Linked DNA regions of Sus scrofa: region 2 is linked to region 1. Evidence: chromatin contacts called from public Hi-C data. All regions are on one chromosome and are shown on one strand. The core of a region is the stretch at or near the end of the contact, and the rest is flanking DNA. Distances in the headings are between cores, read along the strand shown.

Evidence for each region. A called contact is a pair of places that touch in the nucleus more often than the background predicts.
Region 2: a Hi-C map of embryonic fibroblasts shows a contact between it and region 1, with 2.2 times the contacts expected there. The contact joins the promoter of BOLA1 here to the promoter of SF3B4 in region 1. A contact is called at or near these places in 2 of 5 promoter capture datasets (fetal liver and liver), 18 of 47 Hi-C or Micro-C datasets (alveolar macrophages, blood, embryonic fibroblasts and 9 more) and 2 of 2 datasets of contacts at active chromatin or transcription factors (alveolar macrophages and skeletal muscle).

Annotation. Positions count from the first base shown.
Region 1 is chr4:99,120,232-99,125,056 of Sscrofa11.1, reverse strand. SF3B4 (splicing factor 3B subunit 4) reads right to left here and starts at 1,493. Exons shown (of 6, transcript XM_001926489.5): 1 at 1,366-1,493; 2 at 758-886; 3 at 1-221. The coding sequence starts at 1,399. MTMR11 (myotubularin related protein 11) reads right to left here. Exons shown (of 17, transcript NM_001243446.1): 14 at 4,395-4,568; 15 at 3,968-4,150; 16 at 3,253-3,546; 17 at 2,248-2,935. The coding sequence ends at 2,789.
Region 2 is chr4:99,153,741-99,158,711 of Sscrofa11.1, reverse strand. It overlaps BOLA1 (bolA family member 1), which reads left to right and starts at 1,475. Exons shown (of 2, transcript NM_001243396.1): 1 at 1,475-1,564; 2 at 1,928-2,653. The coding sequence starts at 1,931. The coding sequence ends at 2,344. LOC110260327 (a long non-coding RNA gene) reads right to left here and starts at 1,404. Exons shown (of 5, transcript XR_002343448.1): 1 at 1,168-1,404.

The DNA.
Region 1 (4,825 bases), core at 244-2,743:
TTGTAAGATGACCCCAAAGGCGCTAAAAGTATCATAAAGCAACTTCTCATCAATTTCTGGGTCCAGGTTTCCAATGAAAATGTTGGCTCCCACATCCAGGTTTTTGTTGTGAGCTGATGCCTTGTTCACCCGTATCGGCTTCCCATAGAGTTTGATCATGTTCATGATCTTAATGGCATAGTCAGCATCTTCCTCACTTAAGAACTCCACGAAACCATAGCCTAGGGAAATGGAAAAGAAGAGTTAACTTAAGTGAAGCGATTCAAAATGAGGTATAACTCACCTTCTAAAGTACAAAGAACAAGAAAAAATAATCCTACTTCAACTGAGAATGGTTCCAGAAACAAACTGAGTTTAAGAGAAAGAAAACTTTAGCTTGCTTATTCCAAACAGTTGTGAATACTGCCGGGACCTTCCAGGAGCAGTTTGTTTCCTCAAAACATAACTGCACTTCTTGGGAGTTCCCGTCGTGGCTCAGTGGTTAGCGAATCCGACTAGGAACCATGAGGTTGTGGGTTCGATCCCTGCCCTTGCTCAGTGGGTTAAGGATCCGGCGTTGCCAGTGAGCTGTGGTGTAGGTTGCAGACGCCGCTCGGATCCCACCTTGCTGTGGCTCTGGCATAGGCCAGTGGCTACAGCTCCGATTCAACCCCTAACCTGGGAACCTCCATATGCCGCGGGAGCGGCCCTAGAAATGACAAAAAGACCAAAAAATAAATTAAATGAAAAATAACTGCACTTCTTGCCATGTACTCACCTTGATGCTGACCAGTGACTCTATCCTTTGGCATGTGGGTGTTGACTACTGGCCCTGCCTGGAGAAACAGTTCCCACAGCAGTGGTTCGCTAACTTTCTCATCGAGGCCCCCCACGTACACAGTGGCATCTGGAGGACAGGGTTAGGAGGTTAGGACAGAGATGAGAGGAAATAAGGAGGTGACGGGAACATGAAGTCGGAACCCAGGCGGTGGAGTTGCGGGTGGAGATGGGGTATTGGAGCAAAGAGAAAAAGAAAAGAAAAAAAAAAAAAAAAAAAAAAAAAGACGTTAGCTTATACCCCTACACCGCCCTCCATTCCAGGTAATACAAAATCTTCTTAAATATAATTTAAAGTTCTGGCGCACATTCTCTTTGTAATTTTTTGTGTGCGTGAGTGGGAAGGCAGCAGGGGATGGGACATAGACAACATCACACCTACAGGCCTCAGCCTCTGGGCACCCGTCCATCCCGCCCCAGCAGGCATCAGGCCGGTCTAGCGCCTTTTGGGATGCTCCAATCTCCCGCCCTGGCGGAAACACTGCTGGCTGTAACCCGAGATCCCCCAAACTCCCCTGGGCCCATCCCGGACTTGTGCCCTCCACTCACCCTGATTCCGCTCGGAGATCGGCCCAGCAGCCATGGCGAAAGACCTCCCGCCGTCTCCAGGCAGCGATACCGCCTCCTGACCGCAGTACTACTTCCACTTCCGGGGCGAAGGCGGACGTAGAGGCGGTGGGCGGGGCCTATGCAGGGGAGGAGCCGGAAGCGGCCGCGGCCATTTTAGGAGCCGCTGAGACTTGAAGTGATTGGTGTTACCGTGTTCCGCGGTCTTTGGTTTTGTGTTGAAGTGCCGCTCTGACAGGTTAGGGCGGGGAACGCGGATCGGAATCTCTCAAACGCCCTAAGGCAGTGCTTGAAGTTAAAGGATCACGCTGCTCCCAAAAATGTCAATTCAGGAGCTAAGAGAACAATATTTTTCGTATATTTTGTGGCCTCCTTTGATTCCCAGAGAAGGGTCTTCTGCCCAAGGCGTGGAGGCAGCTGTCCACCCCGGCCCGCAGCCTTTGGACAGATGGGGCCCCATAGTCCTGGCCTGGGCTTTCATTTTTCCTCAGGGAAGGGATTGCGGAATGTCTGAGCTGGAGTGACGTTGAGCTTGCCTAGTCAGTATTGCATTGGGGGTGACGGGAACCAGAGGCTCAGAGATGGGAGTGTGTGTGACCAGCGCTGAAGAGTGGTTAACACTGAAGTCCAGAGGCTTTGGTCTCAACCCCCAGAGCACACCCCAGCCCCAACAACAACGTCTGGGTCTGTTTTTGCCACATCAGCACCACAGGGAGAACCCAAACTATGAATTCTGCAGAGCTTCACCTGAACCATCCCCTTATTTCCTTAGCAGTAATTCGGTCTGTATCTTCCTCTCTTGAGTCACACCATCACTATCTTACCTAGGTTCCTTTATTCAGACACAAGAAACAATGCCAGCAGTGTGTATAAATACTGTGATTTAATGAACTCCTTAAATAGAAATGCCGTTACAAAAATATACAATTGGAAAAGACTGGGTGTCTCCCATAGCCACACCACACCCAGAGAAAACTTTAAGGGAAGAAATAGAAATTGGAATCAAAGGAGCAGCAGGGGGAGGTGAGAAGGAGGTCTGTAGGCCATCTTGTTGGCACTGACAAATTGTTTCTCTGACCTCACAATTTACCAGCTCAGTATCCAAAATTTCCATCCAAAAGGGTTGGAATGCATGAAAAAAGGGCAATCATATTCCGGATTGGTTTTGTTGGTTTTGTTTCTTTAATTCTTCAGGTCACAAGAAACTATTTAAACCAAGAAGGATAGGGTAAGAGTTGGATAAGGTTAGCCACCTATCAGCTATGGAAACTCAAGTCAGTGAGCTTGTTTAAAGGCTGGCATATGAAAGCTGAGGGAGTAAAACCAGATAAGATTTGAAGGATTAGACAGAATTCTCCCTCACCCCAGACCACTCTCTGCCCCGCCCATGAGAGAGCCAGCAATTTCAGTGGGATTGGGAAAGAATGGTATTTGGATCTCTTTTCTTGGAGTGATCCTCAGGAGATATTCTTGGTGTCCATTTCCTTAATAACTCCTGAAGATGGGATAGCTCATCCTGGAGGCCAGCGATTGTGGGAGCTGAGAGGCCCATCTGGGGAGGGGGTGAAGAGAGGCAGAGAGGACTATTATTGCAGCTCTAGCTCTGCTTCTAAGTTCTGTCTGCTACTTCTGGCATCCTTAATTCTTTCCTACTCCAACTATGCCTTAGGTTCCACTTGATATAAGCCACAAGCATTTCCCCCACACTCCCATACCTCTCCACTTTGATCCCAACAGGAATGGTACCTCACTTCCCAATCCCCAGCCCACTGCCTTTCCAACTTCTGGAAACATCTGGTTTCTTCTAGGACATTTGGGTCAGCAGTCAAGCCCCTTCTCCCACTCCCAGTCACTGTCTTGCCTTCTTACCTGGACCTCAGGCCTTCCCCTCAGGTAGCAGCGTCTCCAGAGCCTGATCTGGGGTCCCAGATATCCAGGCAGCAGTAGTCCTGAGGGTAAAGGGCAAGCTCCCCAATGTGAGGGGAGTCCCCACTCCTGATCAGCCAGGCTTTCAGAGGAGCTAGCCGGTCGAGGGAGCCAGCGGGAAGAGACTGCCAGCAGAGAGGGACTGTCCCGCCAAGGACACAGCTGATTCAGGGGGGTCAAAGCCCCTCTAGAGAAGAGCCACACAGAAGTAGGGGGTCCAGGAACCATGAAGCTTGGCTAAGGAGGAAAGGAAAATCAACTGGCAACCTAGAAACTTGATGACCCCAGTTTCCCCAAACTGGGTCAGGAAGGAATGTCCATCTGCCATCCACTCAACACTGCATGAGTGAGCAAACCATAAGCCTCCCCCGAGAACTCTTTATTCAGTCTCATTAGGCTACAAACTAGGCCTCAGGATTGATGAAAGCTGATTTAGGGAGACATAAAAATGTATGCGTGAGATAGGAAGAGTAATAAAGATGAGAAGGATAGAAAAGATGCCTTTCGTGAAGGATTTCTGTCTTCCTAAGGACAGTCAGGGACTGTATGTGACAGTTACAGAAAAAGAGTGAGGAACTCACTGTCTTTCCACTTCTCCCCGTTAGTAGGATGAGCCTGTGAGAAAGTCGAAGGAATTTAGGAACTTTAGACACTTTACCTGCTGTCTAGGGAGCCAAGAATCTGGGCAGTGTTCCGGGTCATAGCCAGGATTATGGAATTGTAGTATCTGTTCATTGCTATAGCGTAAATCCCAGTCCCAGACAGACAGCTGCGGGTTTATAGAGTTCCCAGCGGGGGGCTGGGAGTAGCCTGCAGTATAGACTTGTGTATAGGTGTTGATCTAGATAGAGGAAACAAGAAAAAGGATGGTTAAACAAACAAAATATACCATTTTTCTCCCAGGTGTAGAGAGAAATCATGAAACTCTCTTCTCTAAGAATCAGGGTGAAAGTCTAGGCCTGGAAATGAGCAACAGCCTCCCCACTTTCCCCACCACAGACTTCACTTTGCATAATAAACACTAAACTTCAGAGAGTATGTGTTAATGGGGAAAAAGAAACAGGTCAAAAAAGGATGTCACTGACCTGTCCGCTTTGCTTTCCACGTTCCCAGGGACTGTCTCTCAAGAATGTTAGGGTGTCAGGAACCCTGACACTGTCATGAAGAGCAAGCAGGAAGAACTCAGAGAATTCAAACTCAGCTGGAAATTGCTGGAGGAGCTGCCAGACGCAATCAAGGAAGAGGAGAAACACTGGGGCCTGAGAAGAGGGAAATTAAGAGGTTGGAAGGGATTATGGGGACCTAAACGGGGAAGATGGCAAAATGACAGGGCAACAAGGGGACACTAAGGAGGTCGGAGAATGAAAATCTCAGTTCAGGTAAGGGGGTTGTGGTCCCTCACTCATCTGGGTCTCTCTTCAAGCCCAGCTCAGCCTTAGAACCCTTTGGACCTAATTAACCTCCAACGAGCTACACTATAGAATTTTCTCATCTCCTTACTTCTTTTTTTTTTTTT
Region 2 (4,971 bases), core at 226-2,725, 34 kb before region 1:
CAGGTTAAGGATCTGGCATCATTGCAGCCACCATTCGAGTGGCTACTGTGGCATGGATTGGATAACTGGCCCAGGAACTTCCAGGTGCCAAGGGTGTAGCAAAAAACAAAAACAAAACAAAACAAAAAAACCCTTAAATATAAATGTATATATGTACAAGCATATAATAATATACACATGTAAAAAATGGTGAAAGGTAGATGATATTTCTTTATACTATTCAACTTTTCTGCAGGTTTGAAATTTTTCAAAATTAGAAGTTGGAGGAATTCCCTAGCGGCACAGTGGGTTAAGGATCCAGCATTGTCGCTACTGTGGCTCTGGTAGCTGCTGTGGGGCAGGTTCCATCTCTAGTCTGGGAATTTCTGATGCAGTCAAAAAAAAAAAAGTATGGAGAAATCTAAAATATAGACTGAATTGACAAATTACATGTCATCTGGGAAAAATCTTATCCTGTTAGTATCCCTGTTTTTATTGTATTTATTTATTTATTGTTTGTCTTTTGTCTTTTTAGGGCTGCACCTGCGGCATATGGAGGTTCCCAGTCTAGGGATCTAATCGGAGCTGTAGCCGCCGGCCTACACCACAGCCACAGCAACGCCAGATCTTTAACCCACTGAGTGAGGCTAAGGATCGAACCCGAAACCTCATGGTTCCTAGTCGGTTAGTTTCCGCTGCGCCACGTCGGGAGCTTCCCTGTTTAAAGCCTTCCCTGGCTTCCACAGCTCCTAGGATAAAGGCAAAACTACCTCAGGAAGCCTACAAGGCTCAGCATGATTTCCTGCCTCTTCCCCCCACAGGCCTACACACTCCCTCAGCTTCCCATCATCATCATCTTGGCCCCGTGGGGTCCAACCATACCTAACTACACCGAAAGGAACACCTCCACCCCCACCCTCACCCCCATCCCACCAAAGTTCTTTCTCCTCTAGGCCTTTGCGCATGCAGCTACCCCCCTATGAAGAATTGAGAATGGGGTTTTGTGTCTCTTCTAAACTCTTCCTCTAAGTTTCCTCTGCTCCCCCAAGCCTCGACAATATGCCGCTCTAGCATCCTGTTCTTGGCCTTATTACAGCCCTTGGCACATGGCATTACAACTGTCCGCTAACTTGTCCATCTTCTCCAGTGTTCCATCAACTGCCCGAGGACAGACAGGGCCTGTCTTACCTCTCCACCCTCCGGGACTGGTCCGATGCAAAATAATTATGTATTCAATAAATGAAATAGATTTCCACAATATATGGAAAATAAAGATGTTGGGCTAGCTGATCTACAAGACCTATTGGAAATAAAATGAATTGAAAAATCTCAATCCCAATTGCTCAGGAATTTCCGTTTTCTTTGCAATTCCTCGGGTTCACAACCTCTGACGACCTCACAAATCGGGCGAAGTAGAGACTACAGTTCCCAGAAGCCCTCGGGGCATCGAATAGCACCTGCCGGGTATCGCGTAGCGGAGACTGCATTTCCCAGCGTGCCTCAGGACGCGAGATTTGCTTTTGGCTCTGACCCTCAGCCGTTCCTTCCGGGAGTCGGAACTGCGGTATTCAAGCCTGAGTGCAAGGTAGAAGGGGCCCAGCCTGGGGTTCAGAGGGGACACAGAGACACTGCTCAACCAAAAGCCCAGAGTTGCACATACCCTACTCTTGCAACCTCCATCTTATTCTTTGCGAATCACCTTAGTAAAGAACATGCCTCACTTCTGGCCCTGTGTACTCTACAGTCGCCCATTCGCTGCCCAAGGCGGGAGGCCAGATTTCCCCCACGTCACACTGAGGAAAGGGGCGGTGGCTCCCGTTTCACTGTCCCGCGGGGCGGCGGGCTCCCAGCTGGAGCCGAGGCCGGGGCTGGGATAGTTGAGAGACTGATCTCTCACCAAGCGAGAGGCCCTGACCCCTCACTGCTCCTGTCCTTGTCTCTGCTTTAGCCGATGCTGAGTGGGCAGCTGGTCGGACGCCTGTTCTCCATGGCCGGGCGCGTCTGTCTGTCCCGGAGCAGCACGGGAGCAGGGACCATCGGTCCCGTCGAGGCCGCCATTCGCATGAAGCTGGAACAGGCCCTGAACCCCGAGGTGCTGGAGCTGCGTAATGAGAGCGGTGGCCACGCAGTCCCACCAGGCAGTGAGACGCATTTCCGCGTGGCTGTGGTGAGCTCTCGCTTCGAGGGATTGAGCCCCCTACAACGGCATCGGCTGGTCCACACGGCGCTGTCCGAAGAACTGGCTGGGCCGGTCCATGCCCTGGCCATACAGGCGCGCACCCCTGCCCAGTGGAGAGAGAACCCTCAACTGGACACGAGCCCCCCTTGCCTGGGCGGGAGCAAGAAAACTCGAGGAACTCCCTGAGTCTTGAGAGAGGGAGGACGAGGAGCCAAATGGGTTGGGTGAGAATAAACTACTGGGGCCTTCTTCCCTTCAATATCTGTAAGAGATGAGGACCCTGGGCCCCATTCAACTGGCATATACTTATTCTCTGGAGACAGCAATTCATTTCACATCAAGGCTAACCCAAGGAAAGAGTAGAATCTCTCTCTACAGCTCTTGGCCTGGACCATTCAGGAAAATGTTTTGTGTTAAATTGTGACTAAGGAACCACCAGACCTTATGAGTTGCAGATAATTCTGTACATTAAAAGAGAAATTATCGTATGAAGTGAATTGCTGTGTTATTAATGGCCTTTTGAGTCAGTGCTACAGATGTTCTCGGGAGGAGAAAGATACTTGAGGCCTAGGATAGTCAGGAAGGGATTCATTAAACCAGAAAGGAGAGGACAGTTGTTGCAGGTAGGGGGAAGAGCCCAAGCAAAAGCATAGAAGCTGGACTGGACAGAGAGTGACAAGACAGCAGCTATAGATGCATTTGAACTTCAGACTTGGGGAATGTTTGGCTTTCTAACAACCTATTCTTTTCCAAAAGGATTACATTTCTTTGTGGAAAAAATTTTTTTTTTTTAACTATCACTAAAGCAGTGAAAAGATGATAACCTAGGAAATGAGTATAGAAGATGGAAAAAACTTTATGTGGCCTTTTTTCATATGAGCCTTCCAAATGTCTTATTTCTGAAGAGAACTCAAGTAGTGTCTAGATATGCAACTTTGTAATGATCTCATGTGGAGATGGAAAGTACTAGAGAAAAAGCTTGATTAAGGTGTATGGACTGTTTCTGGCTGGAATTTAGGATGCATCTGGTTGAACAGTAGGAAGTCATTGCAGAGTTTTAGGGAAAGGCATGCTAAACAGCATTTGGGAGCAGATTGATCTGACAGTGATATATAAGTGAGTTGGCATAGGAGATTGGAGGCACAGAAATCAACCAGTGGTGAAGATGGAACCCTGACCTAGTGGTCAGCTGTGGAAGTGGAAAGGAAGGAGTTAATTTGAGAGTTCCCATTAACAAAAGAAAAGAAAAAAATGGAAAATAGATTTCCCACTGTGGCTCAGCACATTAAGGACCTGATGAAGTCTCTCAGGATGCGGGTTCGATCCCTGGCCTCACTCAGTGGGTTAAGGATCCAGTGTTGCAGCAAGCTACAGCATAGGTCAAAGATGTAGCTTGAATTTGGCATTGCTGTGGCTGTGGAGAAGGCCAGCAGCTGCAGCTCCAATTTGGCCCCTGGCCTGGGAACTTCCATATGCCACAGGAAAAGAAAAATAAGCAAAAGACTTGATTAGACTAGAAATGGACTAGAGCGAGAGGAGAGCCAGTTGTATCCCCCCAGGCAGTGGTTTTCAGGTTTCCTCACAGATGTGAATTCCCAAGGGAGCTTGTTTAAAATGTGGATTCTAGGTCGTCTCTCTTCCAAAAAAGGATTCAGATTCCACCAAGTTGAGAATGGAATCTAGAATTTGTATTTTTAAATGACACAAGATAATTTGAGGAAAGTTGGTTCTATTCTCAAAAATATTATTCTAAGTTTTTGTTCTCATATCTGGAGTTTTTAGATTTCTTAAAATTTATTTTTAAAAATATTTGGAGTTCCCATTGTGGCTCACTGGGTTAAGAACCTGACATAGTATCCAAGAGGATGAGGGTTTGATTCCTAGCCTGGCTCAGTTAAGGGTCTGGCGTTGCTGAAAGCTGTGGCATAGGTCACAGGTCATAGATGCGGCTTGGATCTGGTATTGCTGTGGCATAGACCAGCAGCTGCAGCTCCAATTCAACCCCTAGCCCAGGAATATCCATATGCCTTGGGTGTGGACCTTATAAAAAAACCATTATTGTGGCAAAAACTCTTAATGTTAAATCCACCTTCCTAACAAAACTGTAAGTGTACAATGATATTATCATTGACTATAAGAACGAGGTCATATAGCAATCTCTAGAGCTTACTTATCTTGCTTAATTGAAATTTCCTGTCTTTGACTGGTAATTCTCTATTTTCTTCTCCCCCTACCCCTGGCAACCAACATTCTACTCTGATTCTATGAATTTGACTATTTTAGATAACTCATATGAGAGGAGTCATGCAGCAGTTATTTGTCTTTCTGTGACCGGCTTATTTCACTTTAGTAAAATATTGTCATGGCTTATCCATGTTGTCAGATATTGGAGAATTTCCTTCTTTTTCAAGGCTGACCAGTATTTCTTCGTATGTATATACTATATTTTCTTTATCTATTCATCTGTCACTGGACATTTAGGGTATTTCCACATCCTGGCTACTGTGAATAATGCTGTAGTGAACACGACAGTGCTAATACCTCTCCAAGATCCTGATTTCAATTATTTTGGATAAATCCCCAGAAGTAGGATTGTTAAATCATGGTAGTTTTAGTTTGGGGGGTTTGTTTTTTGGGAGGGGGGGTTGGCGGAGGTTTTTTTGGTTGTTGTTTTTTTTTTTTTTTTTTTTCTGGCTGCACCTGAGGCACACAAAATTTCCTGGGCCAGGGATCAAACTCACGCCACAGCAGCAACCCAAGCTGCTGCAGTGACAATGCTAGATCCTTAACCTACTGTGCCACAAGGGAACTTC